2 separate regions of the Sus scrofa genome follow, and region 2 is linked to region 1. The links are chromatin contacts, called in public HiChIP or PLAC-seq maps. All regions are on one chromosome and are shown on one strand. The core of a region is the stretch at or near the end of the contact, and the rest is flanking DNA. Distances in the headings are between cores, read along the strand shown.

The links. HiChIP or PLAC-seq counts read pairs in DNA pulled down with a chosen protein or histone mark.
Region 2: an H3K27ac HiChIP or PLAC-seq map of alveolar macrophages shows a contact between it and region 1. The contact joins two enhancer-like sites. A contact is called at or near these places in 2 of 47 Hi-C or Micro-C datasets (embryonic fibroblasts and epiblast stem cells) and 1 of 2 datasets of contacts at active chromatin or transcription factors (alveolar macrophages).

What each region holds. Positions count from the first base shown.
Region 1 is chr7:114,256,744-114,262,559 of Sscrofa11.1, reverse strand. It overlaps GOLGA5 (golgin subfamily A member 5), which reads right to left. Exons shown (of 13, transcript XM_013989218.2): 8 at 3,000-3,128; 9 at 538-636. Among named protein-coding and RNA genes, the nearest start is that of GOLGA5, 23 kb to the right of the region's middle. Within about 2 kb of position 3,254, at least 8 of the 83 cell types and tissues checked have an H3K27ac peak or open chromatin away from gene starts, as enhancers often do. A contact at or near this core is called in alveolar macrophages, where this site is marked.
Region 2 is chr7:114,547,030-114,552,845 of Sscrofa11.1, reverse strand. No RefSeq gene overlaps it. Among named protein-coding and RNA genes, the nearest start is that of MOAP1, 24 kb to the left of the region's middle. Within about 2 kb of position 3,600, at least 7 of the 83 cell types and tissues checked have an H3K27ac peak or open chromatin away from gene starts, as enhancers often do. A contact at or near this core is called in alveolar macrophages, where this site is marked.

The sequences.
Region 1 (5,816 bases), core at 2,005-4,504:
GGTATAAAATTCTGGAATAATTACTATCTCCTCAGTGACTGCTACAAGATCCTTGTCTAAGAAGCAAGCCACAGAAGATAGCAAATGCAGGCTCAAACGGCATTAGATAAAAACTCTATCAGGTTGAAAATAACTAATCTCACTCCTCTAAACTGGAGAACTCCGGTAAAAATATGGGAAAAGAAAGTCTTACCGTATCCTTTAAAAAAACGTGGTTTTGGAGTTCCCCTCGTGGCTCAGCAGACTCTGACTAGCATCCATGAGGATGCAGGTTCAATTCCTGGCCTTGCTCAGTGGGTTAAGGATCCGGAGTTGCCATAAACTGTGGTATGGGTCACAGACGCAGCTCAGATCCCGTGTTGCTGTGGCGTAGGCCACCAGCTACAGCTCCGATTTGACCCCTAACCTGGGAACTTCCATATACCACTAGTTCGGCTCTAAAAAGACAAAAATAAATAAATAAATAAATAATAAATTAAATTAAAAAATGTACTTTTACAATGGCATCTTTCCCAAGTTGTGAAAGCCGATTCATACCTGATTCCTGAGTTTCTGAATCTCATCTTCTCGATCTTTAATTCTGCTTTGCAATGTGTTCTTTGTTCGATACAGATCTTCTTCCATGTAGTGAAATTCCTACGAAGTGAGGCACAAATAAACCAAAGCTAAATCAGTGCTCCGTAGTTCATCTCCAGTACCTGGAAGTACCTGCCTGACACAAAGCAGGCAGGCACTCGGTCGTTCTGTGCTGGGTATATACTGAATGAAGTAACGAACAGCCTTCAATGGATCCAACGAGAAGTTAATGCTTCGGCCTGACATGTCAATTTGCAGGTGATGACTCTGCAAGCACACGCCTTTATTGGTCATACATTTTTGTTTTTCTTGGATAGATACGTAGGAACAGAATTGCTGGATTATATGATAAGTGTATGCCTAACCTAGGAAGAAAATCTGCCAAGTTGTTTTCTGAACAGTTTTCAAAGTACCTGTACCATTTTGCATTCCCACAGCAAGATGAGAGGGTTCCGGGTCATCCACAGCCTTTCCAACATTTGGTACTGTCAGTCTCTGTAAGCGTGGCTGTCATAGTGGCTATGTGGTGGTGTCTCACTGCAGTTTCAACCAGCATTTCCCTAATGATTTTAAGCAGTTTTTCATAGGCTTAGTTTTAGCATGCAGTATCTTGCACCTGTTTTACTCATCAGTGATAAAAGAGAGGTAAGAAAGAAATACCTCCAAATTTACTAACAAGTACACCAAGCTGGCTTGTCCAAGGTACACAATCCGTGGCGTCAGACCGGAAGTAAAAAGTAAAGCACACGTCGGGGAAGAAAGAGTAAGTCATTAAGTATCTTCAAAGGCACCATGCTTAACTGTGCAGGCAAAGTAGAGGGAGACGTATGAAAAAGCAAACGTGAAATGGAATCAAACTGCTAGAGGCTAATTTAAACATTTATTTCAACCTGCTCATTTCAGACGGAAAAAACTGAGACAAGTGAAAAAAGAGAAAATGAGGAAGGGAATTAGGTAGGGGAGTAACAATTCACAAGAAGTTCTGCCCGGCTTCCTCTAAGCTCTAGGTTAGATTATTTAATCCCAAGATGAAGTATTTCCCATCCAGAACATCTGGTTACTAAATAAACAGCCTAGAGCTACACTTGGCTCCACTTTGCTTACTCACCTCCCTCAATTTAGAAAAGGGCACCGAAGGGGATGTGGTGAAACCATCGGCGGTAACACAGTGAAAGTTATCTCATTAACCATCAAGAACATCCATTCTTTGCCTTTTAATATGTAATAGCTCCTTAAATATGCTAAAATGCAATCTGTAAAAGGACAGCTAATCTTCTAACTAAATTATCTCCGACAGCCTAGGATGTGCCCAACAGGCTGCTACTTAGAGATTTTTTTCTCTAACTACTCAGAAAACAGAATCAAATGCCACTTTCATAAGAAAAACAAACATTTCTCTGAGAATAGAATCAGTTTCAGAAACAATACATCTTCATAAGAAAATATTTAAAGAATATAAATATGCAAAGCTAGAAATGCTATAAATGAGGCGCTGAGAAATATACAAATAGTCTTCTCTTCTGTAAAATGAAGAGAACAATGATTTTACTGTTTAGAGAGAATAAGATAATGCATTCTAAGTGCCTATAATATGCTGTTGCTCAGTAAATTATAGATGTTATTAATATTAAATACAGATTCTTATTCCAAAAATGTTACTGTAAACATGTTTAACTGTATTAATACTATTATACAAGTATATTAATGTAAAATAGTTTGGCTTGGGAAGCAATTATACTAATCAAAAGAAACATAACTTTAAACATCATTTATAAGCATTTTTTCAAACAGAAAGAGTAATCTATACAACTAATGCTGTATTTCTATTTCTATTAAGTAATATTTATTTATTTTGGTTTTTTTAGGGCCACACCCACAGTATATGAACGTTTCCAGGCTGGGGATTGAACTGGAGTTGTAGCTTCTAGCCTACGCCACAGCTCACAGAAACACCAGATCCTTAAACCACTGAGTGAGGCCAGGGATCGAACCTGCGTCCTTGCAGATACTAGTCAGTTTCATCACTGCTGAGCCATGACAGGAACTCCCTTAAGTAATATTTATTTACTACTGTTTTTAGAAAGTACAAATGAAATAAAATATGAAAATCGAGTGATGTTTTAAGTGCTCTATACATACACACTCTGACAAGGAGGTATAATAAAACACAGAACCGTGGAAAGAATCCTGGGTTCTGTTCTGGTCTCTAATCAGTTGTGTGATACTAGGCAAATCTCAAAACTATTTTGTGCCTCTATTTTTCATCTGTTAAAAAAAAAAACAATGAGGAAGGTGGGGCAGAAAGGCAGGAGGGATCTCTGAGCACAACCTCGAAGAATTTCTCTAAGCTGCTTCACTAGATGTCTCCTCACATGACCGCTAGTGGGCAGTCTTGCCTGGTCGTTATCAACCTTAAACTTCACCTGCTTCTGTCGCTCCAACTCGGCCTCGAGTTCTTGTTTAGATGCTTTCTGTCCAGCTATTTGGTCTTGCAGATCCTGTAGCCGTTCTCTTGCTGATTCTGCTTCACTAACCTGCTGAGCTTCCATGTCCTAAAAAGATGAATTTACATGTGAAGGCAATAATGAGCTATTCAGTCCAATATTTACTAAGCAATCACCAGGCGCTGTGAACAGGGCTCAGCAGGCACTGGAGGGGGAGAGGTGAATGAGACACAGTCACAGACTAAGAGAAGCACACAGACTTCACTATAAGACAGGGCAAACGGTGAAAGAAATGGACAGGATGGCACAGCAGGAACCACCGTTTGAATAAGTATGCGCAGACAGCGAGGCTCACTGGGAGATTTACCTCTCTATTCAAAAACTAATGATTTTGGAGTTCCTGTCATGGCGCAGTGGTTAACGAATCTGACTAGGAACCATGAGGTTGCAGGTTCGATCCCTGGCCTTGCTCAATGGATTAAGGATCCGGCATTGCCATGAGCTGTGGTGTAGGTCACTGACACAGCTCGGATCCTGTGTTGCTGTGGCTCTGGCATAGGCCAGTGGCTACAGCTCTGATTCAACCCCTAGCCTGGGAACCTCCACATGCTGTGGAAGCAGCCCTAGAAAAGGCAAAAAGACAAAACAAAACAAAACCACTAATGATTTCAAGAAGAATAGAGATATAACCTCAAAGAGGATTCACTGCCTTAGTCCCCTGAAACTGCAGATTATAATTAGCTTTTGTGTATGTGTGTATATCAGTAATCCAACACACAGTAAAAACAGAACTTTTCTCTCATATCACCTAAGGTTATTAGCACATTATTTTCCTTTTCAGCTCTATTACTACTATCTGTTTGCACCTCTTCCCACACTAACTTCTTCACTTGGTGTCACTATTCTCACTTCTTCAAACTCAAAAACCACCTTCTAGGTTTCCTGTGAAAGCCACCAGTAAACACAGCTCCGTGTCTCTACGTTTTCCCCACGGGGTAAGCATCCGTGCAGTCATGCAGTACCGCATGAGACAAAAACCTGCATCTTCATGTCGCTTTTCAGCTTTTGGTACCTTGTGTTACACACACTCATCTCCACAACCGCTGGCACTTGGCATGTTGTTTGAAAGAGATGACAGATTAGTGATACTCTCAGATGATCAGTGTCATCACACAATTTGGTGGACTTAGACGAGAACAGCAATAAGTTAAATTATCTTTCCCTACCACTTTCAGGTCAGCAGAAGGGGGGCTAATCTCTGTCATCAATTTAACTAAAGCACATGAATTCTTGAGAGGTAAGCAGTCTGCACAGTGGTTAAGGATACATATTCTAGAATCAGACAGACTAGCGTTCCAACCCTGGCTCTGCCACTTCACAAGTCATGGCAAGTTACTCTCCTCCACACCTGTGTCTCCTCAAACTGTAAAATGAGAACACGGTAGCGCCCTCGTGGGGTTAATGACAAAGAATAAACGACAGGATATATGGTGAGCGCTTCGTGAAGTGCTTGGCATATTAAGTGCTCGGTAAATGACAGCTACTAAAACTGTGAACAGTTCTTCCATGTTGCCAGACTTAATGCTATACTCTTTATTATCAACTTCACAAACTTTTTGAGAAAGGGTAGGAAAATGTGTCGGTGTCATCAGTGATGCTGGGGTAGGGATGCGATATAAATAAATCATTTCATAATTGCAACAAAAAGACCCTAAATAGGTATGAATAAGTGTAGCCTTTACTCAACTTCTAAATTTATGGAAACAAACTCTTTGGAATTGAAAATTATTTACAGAAAAAAGACCCTACTTCAAAGAATAATAAGGAACCCCCCCCCCAGAAATAACAGCAGCTGCTATTTACTCAGCCTGCTATGTGTCAGGAGCAATGCTCGGCCCTTTACACATATTATCTCTTGTTCCCAAGAGAACCAGGTTCTCTTCTTTTTTTTTGCCCCCTCTGCAACCTACACCATAGCTCACAGCAACGCCGGATCTCTGACCCACTGAGCGACACCAGGGATCGAACCTGCATCCTCATGGATATTAGTTGGGTTTGTTACCACTGAGCCACCATGGGAACTACTGAGAACCATGCTCTTATCTTCAATTTACAGATAAGAAAACTAAGACCCAGTGAGACGAAGTACCTGGTGCGAGGTAACCCACCTCTTAAGTGTGACATCGGGACCCGGGATCTGCATCTTGATCTGACAGTCAAACCTGAGCCCCAGACAAACCAGCCCACTCCCACCACCTCCACGTTTTCCACGATAGTTCACGTACATCCTACAAATCAGTAATGTGCTGAGCTATGCGAGGAAAACTATCTTGGCAGAAAGGTTTTTGTTTTAAAAACAGAAGGCTCATTACCCTGCACTTTATCTTCTCTCATCCTCAGAGACCCTCTTATATCAAAGACCCTTATGTCCAAGACGTATGTTTAAGATAAATAAGCAGCTCAATTTTACCTTTAAATATATGAATTACACAGAAACTATAAATTATTAAGATTATTCATGAAATTATAAAAGATCATCCCTAAGCCCGTTCTAATATTAGAAAACACCCTCTTGCTTTAGAAATTTGCCCAAACCTAATTTGTTTCATTCGAGTGAAAGATCCATAAGTATGGAGATGCTGTCTGGTTCCTTGTTCTAACTCTAAGCCTAGACTATGCCTACGCCTGGCAAATACTTGGTAAGTATTTGCTGAATGAATGAATCTGATTACCTATGTTTCTTATTCCTATAACGTGAAGTCAATCAATAGACAGGAGACCTATTGCTTTAGATTC
Region 2 (5,816 bases), core at 2,351-4,850, 290 kb before region 1:
GGCTGCACCCGTGGGCCTATGGAGGTTCCCAAGCTAGGGGTTGAATCAGAGCTGCAGTTGCCAGCCTATACAGCAGCCAGAGCAATGCCAGATCCGAGCTGCGTCTGCGACCCACGACACAGACGATCTACGCCACAGCTCTGCAATGCCAGATCCTAAACCCACTGAGCTAGGCCAGGGATCAAACCTGCATCCTCATGGTTACTAATCGGATTCATTTCTGCTGCACCAAGACGGGATTTCCTTGGTCCTGGTCTTAAAGCAGGAGTGACCCCTACACGGTTGCCTCCTCCTAGAGTCCTTATAACATAGACACGATGCCCACAGAAGGACAAGTGCACCCCCCCCCGACACACACAACAATGTTATTACAATCCCCCAGATTAAGAACCTTCCTTAAAAATGTTCTGCATGGGGAGTTCCCATTGTGGCTCAGCGGAAATAAACTGACCAGTATCCATGAGGACAAGGTTCGATCCCTGGCCTCCCTCAGTGGGTTAAGGATGCAGCGTTGCTGTGAGCTTCGGTGTAGGTCGTAGATGAAGTTTGCATCCCTCGTTGCTGCGGCTGTGGTGTAGGTTGGCAGCTACAGCTCTGATTCAACAAACACCTAGCCTGGGAACCTCCACAAGTGCAGCCCTAAAAAGACCAAAAAAAAAAAAAAAAAAAAAAGTTCTGTGTGGGAAAACCTTAATAGAAACTCCTGAATAAGGAGTTAAAAGATTTAAATAAATTGATGATAGTGCAGTTACATTTGATGTGAATTTGAATTGTGGAAATCTGGAATAATGTAAGAATATGAATAAAGCCTTATCCTATGCCTCATAATTGAAATACAGAACCCCACTGAATTAAAACATTAGTCAGGAATCCCTTCATTTCAAAACTGGTTGGGGGAGGGATAGATTAGGAGGTTGGTGTTAACATATACACACTACTATATATAAAATAACTAACAAGGACTACTGGGTAGCACAGGGAAATCTGCTCAATAATCTGCAATAACCTGTATGTGAAAAAAGGATGGATAAATGTGTAACTGATTCACTTTGCTGTACACCTAAAACCAATACAACATTATAAGTCATATACACGCTAATAAAACTAAAAAACAAAAAACAGAGAAATTGTGGGGCACACCATTCATAACATTGCCACACGGTGGCGCCACTTCAACAGCTAAACAGAAATAGATAACCTGAGTCAGCAGTGGGGGAACCACAGTCACGTGTAGGTGTCCTGGGACTTTCCACTTCAAGTGGTCTTGGAAGTGCTGAGCCTGAACAATGCAACAATGTGTAATCACTTTTGTGGAAAGATTAGCTGAGATAAAGTGCTATGGAGAAGGCCAATTACTGTGACAGCTCTTGCTATTAATTTATATGTGAGCTTTCTGCAAAATAATAAGAGATGGTACAGAGAGCAAAGTTTCAATGAAAGCACAAAACTATGGGAGTTCCCGTCGTGGCTCAGCGGTTAACAAACCTGACTTATATCCATGAGGATGCAGGTTCAATCCCTGGCCTTGCTCAGTGGGTTAAGGATCCAGCATTGCCAAGAGCTGCAGTGTAAATCGCAGAAGTGGCTCCGATCCAGCATTGCTGTAGCTGTGGTGTAGGCCGGCGCTACAGCTCTGATTTGACCCTTAGCCTGGGAACCTCCATAGGCTGCAGGTGCGACCTTAAAAAGAAAAAAAAAAAAAAAAAAGCACAAGACTACAATTGTAAAATTTGCGCTCTGAGGATCAGGCCTCCAAATTTACAATTATTTATGTGGGAAAATTATTCTTAGGCTACAGAGTTTTAAATGATGAGAGTCTCTAGAAACCCATCATTCTCATGAAATGTGATTGATCAGATTCCGATCCCCAGGAGTAGAGCAGCTCAGCCAGAAAGGAAGTTCTTTCCTTCCCTCCTGCCCCAGAAAACCCAGTTGCCTCCAGGATACAAGAGAAGAAATAAAGCGTTTAGCTCCATTTCGTGTTAGGCTGTGCTTATCCCCCTTCTCTCATTTAATCCTTACAGCCCTCCCGGATTCTATTCACCCACCCGTCTAGCCTCGCAGCACATCTTCTGTCAGTGTCTTTTATCAGTTCCTTCCTACAATAATGAGGAAACTGAGGCTCAAAGAGGTTAAGTACTTTGCCCAAGACCCACAGCTGGCAATCAGTAGAGCTGGAATTTTAACCTAGGTCAGCTTGCTACCAAAGCCCACTTTGTTCCTGTTCAACAGGTGCTTCTAAGCTATTCTTGTGCTGTTACCTCCACCACCAAAAATTCAGCAGGAATAGGAGTTCTCCTGTGGTGCAGCAGGTTAAGGACCCAGCGTTGTCACTGCAGCAGCTCAGGTTGCTCCTGTGGTGAGGGTTTGACCCTGGGCCCAGTAACTTCCACATACTGTGGGTACAGCCAAGAAAAAAAAAAAAAAATCAGCAAGAATAAACAGGTGTCTGACTGTGATGGAGAGAAGTATTTCTCAGTAAGATATCTTTGCTCTTTCCTAAACTATTTCAATGTTCGAGGTGTCCCTGGACAGGACAATTCTGAAGATTGTTTAGATGGAAGTGGTCACACTTTTTCTCCAGATATAATGTCACCATCTGTGGTTAATACAGCAAAGGTATGTCTATCGGCAAACTTCTCAACCAGTGAGATTTGATTTTACATGCAAGATTTTGTTTTAGTTGAGTCAACAGCCTTTTAGCTTTGCGGAGTCAAGGAGGGCGAAAAGGTAGAAAATCGTGACATTGCAGCAAGAGCAGAAACTGCAGACACTTCCCAATGCTTTGGGACATTGTAATGATGTGTACGCATCCACTCACAAAACACAGATGAGGAAAAAGAAAGCATGAGACTTTGGTAATTTACTCATTGCCCAATAATAAGTCAGCACCTGCCTTGTACAAACAGGATCCCTCTGAAAGTGGAATGGCTGTGTTCTTGATTACATTGAAAATTGAATCTCCTAAGTGTGATTGAGGGGACATACATATTTTTCCTTTTCAAAATGCTTTTGTGTCTCTTATCTTGATTTATCTCTGCAACCTCCTTGCCTTGAACAAACTTTTATTACAGCACTTATTGACCTGTAGTTAATGTTTAGTGTATATGTCCGTGTCTCCCGCTGGTTTATGACCTTCTTCAGGGCAGAGGCCCTGCTGTATTTATGCATCTATAAAGCCTGAGCATTTGGCAAGGATATAAACCCACTGGATGCAATTTAAGCAAAAAAGAGGCTTTGTTTTAAGGAGCCCCAGGGTAGGAGTGCAGCCACTACTCAGAAGAACAGGAAACAGGCTCTCTGGCGATTCCTCATCTCTCGCATCTTCCTCATTAAACCTTCTCTCTGCAGAAATATCTTTCACTCCTTCCTGGTTCCCTCGGCTGAGAACCTGGCTGTCAGCATCCCCAGAGGGAGGTACAATTTGTCCAGTCCTGTGCCAAGAGCTTCATCGCTCTCTTGGTCCCAACTTCCCAGGTTTAAAGGGATCAAGATTCTGATTGGTCCGGCCTGGGTGAGGTGTTCCCCTCTAGCCCAATCAGCTGCGGCCAGAAGGGTGTGGTCCAATCCTAGGACTGAGGTTGTTCCCATGGTAACCAAGTGGCAAGGACAGGAAGGAAGAAGGCAAAGTTCCCTGAAAAAAGGAGGAAGGGGTGGGGCGGCCTAAGTGATAGGGTGCCTTGTCTTCACACTTGGCGCTCTGTAAATGCTTACTGAGCTACCTGGCTCTAAGGCTGCAGAATGCCGGCCTTTAGTTCTCCAAACGCAAAGAGCTCTTTCTGGACTAAGGGCTTCCCAGAGGCTCCTCTTTAGCATCATCCCCTTGGCCTGGCTGACTCCAGCAACTCCTTTGGATCTGCACTTGGATTGGCCGCCTCTTCAGATGGCCTTTACTGACCAGGCCCAGAATACCTTGCTCGCTTTCTTTATCTTTTTTTTTTTTTTTTGGTATTTTTAGGGCCACACCTGAGGCATATGGAGGTTCCCAGGCTAGGGGTCGAATTGGAACTGCAGCTGCTGATCTACACCACAGCCACAGCAACAGGGGATCCGAGCCGCACGCAACTTACACCACAGCTCATAGCAACACCGGATCCTTACCCCACTGAGCGAGCCCAGAGATCAAACCCACGTCCTCATGGGTACTAGTCAGATTCGTTTCTGCTGAGCCACCACGGGAACTCCTACCTTGATCTATTTCTTAAAAAACACTTGCTGTCTTGCAGTTACTTGTTTAATCTCCCCACCCCCACCCAAGGCTGTAAGTTCCATTGTTCCCAGATGCCCCAGTAGCTCCCCGTTCAAAGGACAGCCCTACAACTTGGAGGTGGGGACAGCAGGGACATTAATGCCCCTTTGACCAATGGGAGGTGGGAGAATTGGGTAAGTTCTTACCCTTTTTCCCTCAGTGGATTGTCCTGAAATGAAATTTCTGTAGCTTTTGAGAGGATGGTCCTGGAAGACGAAGCATCCTCATGCTTCCTTTGTCCCTCCTGCTCTCTGGAAGGGCTCTCCTTTATAAGCTTTGCCTCAGGCTCTGCTTTTCGGGGGACTCAAGCCAAGTTGCTAACTGTAGCTGGTGTACATAAAAAATTAAGTGTATTAGGCGTAAGCTCATTGCTCAGCGGGCCAAGGGTCCAGCGTTGTTGCTGCTGTGGCTCTGGTTACAGCTGCGGTGCAGGTTGGCTCCCTAGCCCTGGAACTTCCACATGGCATGAGCGTGACCAAAAAGAAAAAAAAAATGTTTTTTAGCACAGTGCTTAATGTATCAGAAATCCCACTCTCGCTATCGCTAGGTTCCGCTTTTCTCTAGTTTTTTATTTATTTATTTATTTATTTTATTGAGGCTTTCTCTAATGGAGGCAAGGTTGCCACCTGAAGCTCCAGCTATTCTCACAAGCAAAGAATGCTTCATGGCCTGGTTTCAGTCTGAGTTCGAAAGTGGATCCTCATGGTCTCTGATTGGCCCAAGGAGGAGCACGTGTTTTCCTCTGACCCAATCACTGAGCTGGTGAGGACCACGCTCCATCTCCAAGTATCCCCTCCTTTCAGGTTACAGGAGCAGTGCTAACCTGGAGGAAGGGGCAAGATGAGCTCAGCCTCATTCCCTGCCCGACTTCCATACACTGCACCACGACGGGAACTCCCCTTTTCCCATGTTTCGTTGTGGATGTTTTGTCTCCCTCCCAGATGGCAAATTCTTTGTTTTGTTTTGTTTTGCTCTTGCTTTTTTTGGAAGGGTGGGGGCATACCCAGGGCAATATGAAGCTCCCAGGCTAAGGGTTGAATTGGCCCTGCGGTTGCCGGCCTACACCACAGCCACAGCAACCCGGGATCCAAGCCATGTCTGCAACTTACATCGAAGTTCAGGGCAACGCCAGATCCTTAACCCACTGAGCGAGGCCAGGGATCAAACTGAGTCCTCATGGATACTTGTCGGGGTCGTTACCACTGAGCCACGACAGGAACTCCCAGATGGCAAACTCTTGAAGGGCAGTTACTTCCCCTTCCTTTCTCTGATATATAGGATGCATTTAATAAATGTCAAGTTAATGCTGAATGCATGAATACCTGAGGAAATAAATGAATTAGTGACCACCTGCCTACATAGTTCAAAAGACTAGAGGAGACCGCATGAGCTATTATATAATTGGTTTCTTCCATTTTCTGCCTTAAAGCACCTAAGAAGTTGGTTGCTTGAGCTCTGATCAATCTTCTTCCTCTGGTTACTTCTCCTTCCCGAACAGGCGGTGGTTGCAGCATCAGAGGGTTTGGTCACCACCTTGGTATAACAAAGTCCCACCCCTCATCACAGC